2 separate regions of the Mustela erminea genome follow, and region 1 is linked to region 2. Evidence: chromatin contacts called from public Hi-C data. All regions are on one chromosome and are shown on one strand. Each heading gives the region's core, a stretch centred on a gene start, on an enhancer-like site or on the middle of the called end of the contact. The rest is flanking DNA. Distances are from core to core; before and after follow the strand shown.

Evidence for each region. A called contact is a pair of places that touch in the nucleus more often than the background predicts.
Region 1: a contact with region 2 is called in a Hi-C map of spleen, with 6 times the contacts expected there. The contact joins the promoter of GAR1 here to the promoter of SEC24B in region 2. A contact is called at or near these places in 2 of 3 Hi-C or Micro-C datasets (fibroblasts and spleen).

The regions. Positions count from the first base shown.
Region 1 is chr2:66,707,312-66,713,092 of mMusErm1.Pri, forward strand. GAR1 (H/ACA ribonucleoprotein complex subunit 1) reads left to right here and starts at 4,377. Exons shown (of 7, transcript XM_032333144.1): 1 at 4,377-4,579; 2 at 5,033-5,239. The coding sequence starts at 5,044.
Region 2 is chr2:66,373,220-66,378,687 of mMusErm1.Pri, forward strand. SEC24B (protein transport protein Sec24B) reads left to right here and starts at 3,011. Exons shown (of 23, transcript XM_032333128.1): 1 at 3,011-3,199. The coding sequence starts at 3,073.

The DNA of each region.
Region 1 (5,781 bases), core at 3,127-5,626, 340 kb after region 2:
TATTGTTTTCTATCTAATAAAAGTGAGACTGTGGAGTTGCTCGTGGCAGCCGTCGTTTTCGACTGTTGTCCCCTGCTCCTAGTCTTTTGCAGCTGACTTGTTTGTGCCTAATTCTTCTCTCGTCGCCGACTGGAAGCGGCAAGTGGCGCCCGAACAGGGACCTGAGCCAGACCAGACCTGATCTGATCAGAAATAAAACAGGAGAAGTCCCAACGTGAGTTTTGCACGGCCGTGCCTTTTTCCCGCTGGTGAGTGGTGGGCAATTATCGCAGGGTATGGGTAATCTAGAGAGCACAAATGATTATCGCCCTTACGTGTGTTTATTGAGAAGGCTCCTGAAAGCGGGAGGAGCAAAAGTCAGCGAGGGCCAACTTATGGAGCTTTTAAAGGTAATTAAAGAACATTGCTCCTGGTTCCCTATATTAGGGACTTTAGATTTACAAACATGGGAAAAAGTAAGTCACGAGTTAAAACTTTCGTATACGAAAGGAAAGCAAATTCCAGTCACTACATGGCCCACTTGGACCCTCATTCGCTCCGTTTTGGAGCCTTTACAAACCCCTGATTCGGAGAGCGATAATGAATGTTCAGGAGAAACTAAAACAGAGGAACCTGAACATGCCATCCAGGAAGAGAAAGAAACTATTAAGGCCACCAGAAAGGAATATAGAAAGGAGGAAACTCCCCTCCTCCGTTAACAGAGCAAAGGGTGCCCATGTCACTGTTGCCGACGGCTCGACCGTTATATAAGAAGGCGCCCGTTAATGAAAAAGATGGAAAGTACATGCTATCGGCTGTTCAGAAAGGCCTCCTTGAAGCACAGCGAGCGAGAGACCTAGATGCCTTGCCTTTTAATTTCCCGGTTGTTACTACAGAACATGTCGCTCCAGGACATGATCCTAACAACCCTAATGGTGTCTATGAGGCCAAACATGAGCAATTTCCCTTCAAATTGTTGAAGGAACTAAAACAGGCAGTACAAAAATATGGAGCTAATTCTCCATTTACAACGGGAATTATTCAAGGCATTGTAGAAGGCAATCGACTTATTCCGACGGATTGGTCACTGCTAGCAAGAACAGTTCTATCTCCAAGTGAGTTCTTGCAGTTCAAAACATGGTGGCAAGATCAAGCAGAAATAGCAGCTGCCCATAATAGAGCTCATAACATTCCTATTTTCGTGGAACAGCTCATGGGTCTTGGACCATGGGCCCAGGTTCAAGACCAGGTGTTAATGAATGATCAAGCTGTTGAGCAGTTCCGGCGTTGCTGTTTGAGAGCATGGGAGAGAATAGAATCTCCGGGAGATAAGTGCTCTTCTTTTCAAAAGGTGGTACAGGGTCCAAGGGAGCCCTATACTGATTTTATTGCAAGATTACAAGAGGCTGTCAGAAGACAGACAAATAATATTGAGGCTGTGGATACCATTATGCAACTGTTGGCTTATGAGAATGCTAATTCTGATTGTAAGAAGTTGCTAGCACCCTTTAAAGGCAAGGGAACATTGACAGATTATATTAAGCTATGTCAAGGAGTAGGAACAGAGACCTGTAGAGCTGATTTGTTAGCTCAAGCAATGGCTGCTCTGACCACAGGAAAATTTAAAGGACAGTGTTTCAACAATGGGCAAACAGGGCACAAATATTAATCTTACTTTTGGATATCAAAATAGGCTAATATGTATCGGCAATCATTCCAGCTGCCTTGTTCCTGGTGATCAGAGATGGTTGGTGGACCTTCCTACTAATAGTTATTTGACTAAAGCTCAGTTACATTTACTCTCCGTTAAAGGATTCCAAGCCTACAAATACCAGGGTCCTAGCTATAACGCAGCACCCCCTATTCCCAAATGCAAACCAACACAGATGTGGTCAGATGAGGGAATTCGCCCTTTATGGAAGGATTGTAGAGCAGCTCACCCCAGTATTGTTATTAATGATTCCTACGGAATTGTATGGGACTGGTCCCCTATGGGGATGGCAGTCACCAATTGCACTGGGGAACCCTGCTCCACTCATCGGAAGTTAAAATGGCAAGTTTTTGATGATCCCATTTTACTGCAAACCTTAGCTTCAGGAGATGCACCTCTGGTGTGGCTTGGGCAAGGACTTTCTATGCCATCTCCTTTTGTTGATTATCATAAAAGACAAAAGAATTTATGGAAGGTTACTACTGCTTTAAGTCATGTAAGAGTTTGGAATGGCTCTTACATTCATCAGTCTAATAATTATGCATTTTCTTTTTTCCTCATGGATGAAGAATGGGTAAGAGCTTGTGTTAGAGATCCCTATGTTTTTGTTATTGGCAAAATGACTTTTATTCATAGTAATAGAGAAATAGACTGTCTAAACTGTAAGATGTTCACCTGTGTAGATAGGAATGTTTATAAAGACAATTCTGTCATTCTTTTAGCTAGAAGAAGAATAGGGATTTGGCTGCCGGTGAAACACCACCATGTTTGGGAAAGTTCTCCAGACGTACATATACTTTTAACAGTATTGAAGAATTGGGTTCATAGAACAAAAAGATTTGTTGGGTTACTTACAACAGCTATTCTAGGAATTACAGCCATACTGCTACAGCTACCACTGCAGGAATGGCCTTGCATCAAACTGTACAGACTACACAATTTGTACAGAAATGGCATGAGAATGCTAGCAAGGCCTGGAATCAACAGACGTTCATAGATCAAAAATTAGATGAACGTGTCTCTGATTTAGAAACAGCCATGATATATATAGGAGATGATCTTCAGAATATAAAGCTTAGACTTCATATTTTATGTGATTGGAATGTTTCTTCTTTCTGAGTTACTCCCCATGCCTATAATGAATCATAAGTATCTTGGAGCAAAATTCGCCGACATATTACTAACCATTATGGTGATAATCTAACCTTAGATATTAAACAACTTCAAGATACGATCCTAAGTATTACTCTCTCAAAATAGAGCAAGGCAGTCAAGAGTAATTTTCTATATGATCTACAGAATTTAAAGTACATTTACCAAATCTGAATAAAAAATATACTTATTAAGTTCCTTTCATACATAGGATTGTTAGGGGCTTTCTCAAGAAGTTTATGTATTAGTGTAGAAGACATTGTGATTTCTAGCATTTCATAGTGAAGTTTACAACGTTGTATCCAAATCAAAATTAGCCTCTGAAGTAGGTACCAATCTCTGCCCTTTCAGAGGCACAGTATTCGACTGTGTCAAATACCAAGGTAAGGTCTCAGACAATTCTGGTGTAAAAGATACCATCCAGAGGCCCCTGGATGGCTCAGTGTGTTAAAGACTCTTCCTTCGGCTCAGGTCATGATCCCAGGGTCCTGAGATCCAGCCCCCCATCAGGCTCTCTGCTCAGGAGGGAGCCTGCTTCCTCCTCTCTGTCTGCCAGCCTCTCTGCCTACTTGTGATCTCTGTCTGTCAAATAAATAAATAAAATCTTAAAAAAAAAAAGATACCACCCAAATTTAATAAATGGTTCACTAGCTTTCTTTGGAAAAGAAATTACACTGGAAGCTGAAATTAGATATCAAGGGCTTAAAGGGGAAGAGGGGCTTGCAGCACAGACGGCCCAGAGTCTGTCAGTGCTAAGTGTACTGGACAGGGGTTCCAGGCTAGTTCAGTTGGAAGAGCCTGCCACGCTCCATCTCCCGGTTGTGTGTTGGAGCCCCACGTTGGGTGTAGAGATTATTTAACTAAAGCATGTTAAAAACAAAAACAAAAACAACTTGACAATAAACCTTTTGGTGCAAAAGATAAAAATATTTGGCTTTTGTCACAAATTATACTTTTAAAAAAATTTTTATTTTTTTATAAACATATATTTTTATCACCAGGGGTACAGGTCTGTGAATCGCCAGGTTTACACACTTCACAGCACTCACCAAAGCACATACCCTCCCCAATGACATAAAATATACTTTTAAAGAAAAAAATATTTTTAAGAAACACATACACCGAGCTTTTCTTCCTTTAACTGATGAAACCGTAGGAGAGGACAGGCGCAGTCAGCTCACAATCGTACATACTTCAAAAGGTCCGGGAGAAACAAGCGCTCCCAAGAACGCAGGAAGACCTTGCACGGGGTTGCAATGCCACCAGATCCACCTTTGGGCAGAGCGCAGCTGAAAATTCCTCAGAGATGTGGGCTGCAGAGTTGCTGCGGCTGGCAATGAATTGACGAACGAGGAGACCATTTCACGGCCTGAAAAGCCAGGGCTCACGGCCAGTCCCCCGCCACTTAGAACCCGCAGGCTCCCGGGAGAGGCGGCGGATCACTAACGCCAGCCATCTCCCAGGGCAACAGCGGGATGGTACTTCCTGCAACTTCTTTGCATTCAAAGGACGCCACTATTATACGTCACTTCCTACGTAGGTGAAGGCAAGTTGACCTGTCGTGAACTGGGGTTGGATCAGATAGTATTGCTGCTCTTCCAGCGGAAAAGGCTGTTCTGAAAGGCGACGGCGCCCGGGGTTCTGCCGGTGATTGGCTTTTTGTAAACCAGTCCTCCGAGTTTCTTGCCGTTTCCCACCGCACCACACCCCTCCTCGCTTCGCCCTCAGTGTGTGCGGGTACGGTGGCCGAGGAGGCTCGTGTGTAGCGGAAGTACAGGGCAGGTGGGCGTGCTCAGCGGGGCTGGAGGTGCACGTGGCGTCGGTGAGTTGGAGTAGGGAGCAGAAGGGTCCGAAAATGGCTGGATGCGGAACCCAGCTGAGGGAGGGTTGGGGGGAGGAAGGGAATGCGTTGTGAAGACCTTCCTGCCTGCTCTGGGAGGAGGTACTAAGCGGGGACGCCGAGGCTGCTGAGTGGTCCGGTCAGCGCGCACAGGCTCTGGGGAGGTGACTCTCCTCACCCTTTAGGTTCATCTCTAGCGACTTGGTCGTGCGTGAGGTGGCAAGGTTGCTGTATTTATTATTGTCCCCCCGTATGGTGTTCTGAGCGTGGCTCAGAGGGGGTTAGGTGGTGCACCCAGACGGCACAGTGACCCAGTGGTACGCACTTTTTTTTTTTTTTTTTCTCAACAGGTAAAGTAAGCATGTCTTTTCGAGGAGGAGGCCGGGGGGGCTTTAATCGAGGTGGCGGTTTCAATCGCGGCGGCAGCAACAACCATTTCCGAGGCGGAGGCGGGAATTTCAGAGGCGGCGGTGGCGGCCGAGGAGGATTTGGACGAGGAGGTGGCCGCGGAGGCTTTAACAAAGGCCAAGACCAAGGACCTCCGGAACATGTAGTTTGTATGTCGCCTTAAATCTTAGCCTGCTTGGGGCGGAGGTTATGGGTTTAAGTTCGGGGGTTACATGCTGAAAGATACCTCTAGCAGCTCTCCTACGGAAGTTGCTGCTTGGTTGGGGAGTCAGTTCTGGAGATGCTGTAAACTGACTTAAAATAATGCTTTATTGCTGTGATGAGAAAGGGAAGATGAAGAAAGCACGAAAGCATGAAAGAACACGTGAAAGAACACGTAGAATGCGTACGTGGAGGTGGAAATTGAGCTTGGGCTGAAAACGAAGTTATTAAGTAGGTAGTATTGTGTATTTACTCCTGTTGTTCCCGTTTTACAGGTAAGAAAACTGTGATTCAGAGTTAGGTTTCTTTAACTCTGGGATCATAGTAATAAAGTGGTCAGTTTGAGATACAAAGCTTTTCTGACTCCAAAGCCCATGCTCTCAGTTGCTGTTCATAAGTAAGAGAAGTGTGAAATAAATTGCTTGGAACGGAAACTATAGAAGGGAAGCCAAGAAAAAGACCTAATTAGAGTAGTTTTGAAGTAATTATC
Region 2 (5,468 bases), core at 1,761-4,260:
GATAGAGGAAGAGAAAGAAGAAAATAATTTTTCATATTGGGGGAAGGGACACCTAATAAGGAAAGTTTCTAAAAGAGAGAAGGTGGGGGCGCCTGGATGGCTCAGTGGGTTAAGCGTCTGCCTTCGGCTCAGGTCATGATCTCAGGGTTCTGGGATCGAGTCGGGCTCTCTGCTCAGTGGGGAGCCTGCTTCGTCTTCTCTTTCTGCCTGCCTCTCTGCCTACTTGTGATCTTGCTCTGTCAAATAAATAAATAAAATCTTTAAAAAATAATAATAAATAAATAGAGAGAAAAGGTATTCCACAAAGTCAAACAGGTCAAACAGGATTTAAAAACTAGAGAATTAAAAAAAAAACAAACAAAAACTGTCTGAGGAAGATACAGAAAGAATTGGACTATCATCTTCTGAGATACACACTGGTCTTTAGTTGTGAAATCTCTTGCACCTTCTGTTATAGAGAATAGGACTCCCAAGTTAGGGGTGACAAATAGTGGTGCATGTGTCAGAACTTCACACTCAGCAAAAACGTCCCTCCTGTACCTGCAGAAGGGCTTAATTTCAATTATAGCACTTTCCCACTGAACACAGACTTGGAGTCAGCATTTGCCTCCAAACTGCCCATCATTTCAGAACTGACACAGGCCCTACTACATTTGGCATTTCTGTATTTAGATGTGTATTCGCACATCTAAAAACTGTGACTTTTAATGATTGCTTTAAAAAAAATTTGAAGAGATGTCCTGAAGAAAAAGAGCATCACCTCTTAATGTTAAATAAAACAACGAACCAATTCAGCTTAACTTTGCTGCTCAAAAGCAGTGTTTCTCCTGTTCTCCTGTGTGTCAGAATCACCAGGAGAGACTGCTGTTGGGTGCCCTGTCCAGAGTTCAGTAGGTCCTGGGTGGGACCTAATAATTTGCATTTCAAACATTTTGAGATCCACCATTCTAAAGAATACTGGAACAAATTTTAAATATGTAAAACTGAAAATCCTTTGACAAGCAAAATAGTACATCATAATTAGCATAGCTTTATGAAGAAAAACGTAAAGGAACCCAGCAGAATTTGTAGTGAAAGAACAAAGATTGTGGAGCTAAATAGACCTTGGTTTGGTCTCTGGTTCTGCTACTGGTTCATGATTTTTACTAAGATAACTTGAACTCTATTAAGCCTTAGTTTCTTCTGGTAAAGTGGAGATAAGAAAAATATCCTGTAGAGTTATTGTGAGGACGAAATGTTCAAGTGACTAGTACAGTGCCTGGTACATGGTTAAGTATTCATTCAATCCTTCCTCTTTTCCCTATTTTTCTCCATTGATGGCAGTCATGGAACTTAAAGTAATGGAGTGAAATAACATTTTTTAAAAGGTTGTAGGATCTGACATGCAAAAGATTCTTATAACCATACTAGAAAAAACTACAGTGAATTAGTGGACAAAGTGGAAGCAATTTAGGTTGTAAAGACTGTGGGGAAGATCTGCGGAAACATATGGTCCCAGCCCACCTCGTTAGGAGTCACCCCTAAAGTAACAGGGCTCACCTTCATTCCATATACCTGTGATGAAAATGGGATTCCTAGACCCAGGAAATACATTCAGGGGCCCAATACCAATTGCCTCGTTATTTATTCCCTTACCCTCATAATGGTAGCCCTTATCCAGGAGTTTTTCTTCTGAACCTTTTTTCAAAAAACTCCTGGAAAAGTGTTGGAAAACAGCTTCCCCCTTTTGTCTCAGTGGAGTGTGATATATCGTTGAAAATCCTAAAACCCAAAAGTACAAACCCAACCACTGAAATCCTATTTGTAGTCCATTTGGGTCATTAAAGCACCAAGTACCATTAATTTATGGCAATGAGGAGAGGCAAGCTTTGCATTATTTCGGAACACACTACACGATCTCCGTAATTAATTCAGTAAATTAGACTTATCACTCCAGAAATATCTTGCTAGATCCCATTTCGAGTTCAATGATGTTTCTGAGCAATTTCATTTCGAATACAGAGTGATGGTAGCATACTCAGAATTCCAAGATGGCGAGACGACTTGGCTAATGTAGTCCAAGACTTGCTTGCCTGTTAGCACGCTGGGACAGGTCAGGGATTCAAAAATTTCAATGTAGAGGAAGCAAACTGAATTTTTGCTTCGGATGCTGGAGCTTCTTTCCTAAACATCAAAAGAATGAAGCTACCCTTGGCAAATATCATAAAGATAAAGCTTGTCCTCCAGTTTCTCTTACTGTTTTCTCCTTCCCTTTTCTCCAGGTTTAACTCGGCGGGAAAAGTTTAGAATATTATCTCGATTCTTGTGCTTATCAAAGAGAAATGTTTCCTTCTCCTCTGCCGAGGGTTAGAATTCCCTGGGAATTCAGGGACCCTGAAACTCCTATTTCCTTTAGTTAAAAGTAAGGGGGGTAAATTCAGGATTAAAAACCAAAACCGAATCCAGAGTTCTCTTTCGGGGGAAGGGAGGACGGGTGGGTGGGGTCAGTCCGGTGCAGCGTGGCCCCCGGGCTCCGGATGTCACCCCGCGGCTCTCGGATCCCCCTCCCAGCAACGTCGCGCCAGGCTCGCCGCGCGCCCAGCCTCCGCACCGGTGGGAGCCGGCCCAGGTTTCCTTCTCCTACCGGGGTCCATCCCCCCCGCCTCACAGCGACCCTGGCTATGCCGAGGCCGGAGCCGTTGTCGCCAAGTTGGCAGTGAGGCCGCGGCCCCGCCGCTCCGCCTTGGGCCTGAAAGCGCCGGGCTTCCGCCGGCAGGGGGCGCTGCAGCGGCGGCCCGAGGCCCGCGGTGCGGGGACCGACCCGAGGCTAGAACCTCGCACTCAGCGTTGGGAGCGCGCAGCACCGCCGGGCGGGACTGACCAGGCGTCAGGGGCCAGAGGCCAGATCGCGGCACTCGCGGCGGCCCAGCTTGGCTCCGCGGTGCAGCGCCGGCACGCCCGGCCGCGGTCCCGGGCGACTCCCTCGGTGACGCGGGGCGCGTTCCTTCCTCTTCCTTTCGCCTCTCCGGCCCCGCCTTCCCTTCCCTCCGCCCACCTCCCCGAAGCGGAGCCGCCGCCGCCAGCCGCGCCGTCATGTCGGCCCCCGCCGAGTCCCCTCATCCGGCCGCCAGCGCCCGGATCTCGCCCAAGCTTGGCGGAGCCACAGCCTCAGGAGCCGCCACGCCCGCAGGCCCGGGCCCGGCGCCGCACCAGCAGAACGGTGAGGCGGCCCGCCCCAGCGGAGCGCGGGGCCTAGCGCCGGCGGGGCAGCCTGCGCGGCCGCTCAGGACACACCGGGCCGGGCCCAGAGGGTTGATGGGGCGGGGGATGCCGGGGGTGGGGGCGAAGGTGAGGGGACAGCGGACGAGGCTAATAAGCTGGGGGCGGACCGTGGGGGGGGCGCGGGGTGCGGGGCGCGGGGGGGAGGGGACGGGCGCCCTGGCGCGGGGGCGGGGGCCGACCCGGGAGAGCTGGGGCCGGGGCTGTTTACGTAATGTGACCCTAGGCCCGAAGGCGTCCGGGGTTAGTAGGGGAGGTGGACAAGGAGGGGCCCAGGTCCGCTTTAAAAAACCCTCGTAACCCGGCCTGAGCGCCGGCGAGTTGCCCCGAACGACCCTTTCGCCGGCGAGAAGCCGAGGCCGCGGAGTGCGCGGTCTGGGGAAGCCTGGTGTAGCCCGCGAGCTGCACGGATTGTGCCCTTCCCGTCTCAGGAAAATTGCTTTGATTTCTGCGGCCCAGCGAGCACGTTGCCTTGAAGGGAACTTAAGTTAGCGCTCAAGTTTGTAGACAAAAGGGTGTAAATATGCAACACAAGTGTAACCGTAATCCTGACCCAGTTCGGCCGCAGGCTCTGTCATTGCTGCTGCGGCTGCCGCTCTGGCGTTCGGAGCCTGCTTGTGGTGTTGGAAAGGGAGCAGGTGTCAGACGGATTTAAACGAACACCTTTAGATGGTGTGTGTGTGGGGGGGGGGGGGGGTTCCGCCAGCTCCACTTTCAGAAAGACGACAGCATGCTAGAGTTGGCCCCGCTTGGAGGGAAGCTTCCAAGGCCTTCACACAGGCAGCAGCCAGTGCGACCTGAAAGCCGCGTTCATGCTAAAGTCGTAGCATTTTTAGTATGCGGGAGATTCAAGTGAAAAACGATCGTTTCTAGGATATTTATTCCCTGATCATTGGGATCTGAATGTTAGTGAGAACTTGATAGTATTTTAGGTGAGAACCGTCGAAAGTCATGAAAAAGGCCCTGTTTTTGTAAGAGAACAAAACTACACTAGTACTTTTCAAACAGTTGTTAGACTGACCTGTTTTGTCCAAATTGTTAATGGAAATTCACTGGACTATATAAATCAGTTCAGCCACTATGTGGTTTTTCAGCTGACGCTTTTCAAACATGAATACCGTTTATCCTGAGTATCAGAGGTTGAATTTTTTTTTTTCCCCCATAAAAGTGATGTCTTGAGCCGGCTATCCTTTGGATCAGCCATACTTGTCAATATTACATGCTTTACTTCTAGTGGTCATTGTTTACGAGGGTGTAGAGTGAACAGTGTAGTACATTTTGTGTTCCTGTCCTGAACATTCATAAAGATATTTCTGAGCAGTGTTTGTCCTTGTAAACTTGATATAAATTGTTGTTTTTCCTTTTAAACGGTCTTCTGTGTAAAGGAACTAGCACATGTTTTTTTAAGGAGAGATTGCAAGTCTTTTGGAGTATTGTAAACCCATGTTTAACAGTGATGCAAGGATTGTCTTTTCTTGATTTTCTGGGTATGCATTATTTTGTTAGTGAATGATTCTTTTTTAAGATTTTATTTAACAGAGATCACAAGTAGGCAGAGAGGCAGGCAGAGAAATAGAGGAGGAAGCAGGCTCTCCCAGGAGCAGAGAGCCTGATGTGGGGCTGGATCACAGGATCCTGGGATCATGACCTGAGCCCAAGGCAGAGGCTTTATCTCACTGAGCCACCCAGGTGCCCTGTGAATGATTTTTTAAAAGTGGCAAATATGACTCTTAGCCTTACAAATTTTGTGAAGGCCCAAGAGATGCCAGGATATCTATTGTAATGAGGATATTAAATCTGTTAAGAACATTAGAAGCCAAATATAGATGATGCTTAGTTTCTAATGTTTGTAATCATTATTTTAACATAATTCATTTCAGCATTTGTTGGTATTTACCAGTTGGGTTCTTAATATTAGCCTAGTAGAAATCAGAATCCCTGCCTGTATCCTAAATTCACCTTTATTTTGTTGATTCAAGTTGATTCTGACCTTGATGGATTTGAAGGGTAGGAATAAGAGGGCAAGACTGTCTTGAGGCAGAGGTTACAGCATGAGCTAGTCTCTAATTGTGAAAGTGTATGGCATGTTTAGAAACTAAGCTGTCAAGCGGCAAGAAGTGTCCTGGGTAATAGGGAGAACCCAAGGCATTGAAGCTGAAAGGAATACTTAAAAAGGGGTCAGGTTGCAGAAAAGCCTTAAATGTCATTGT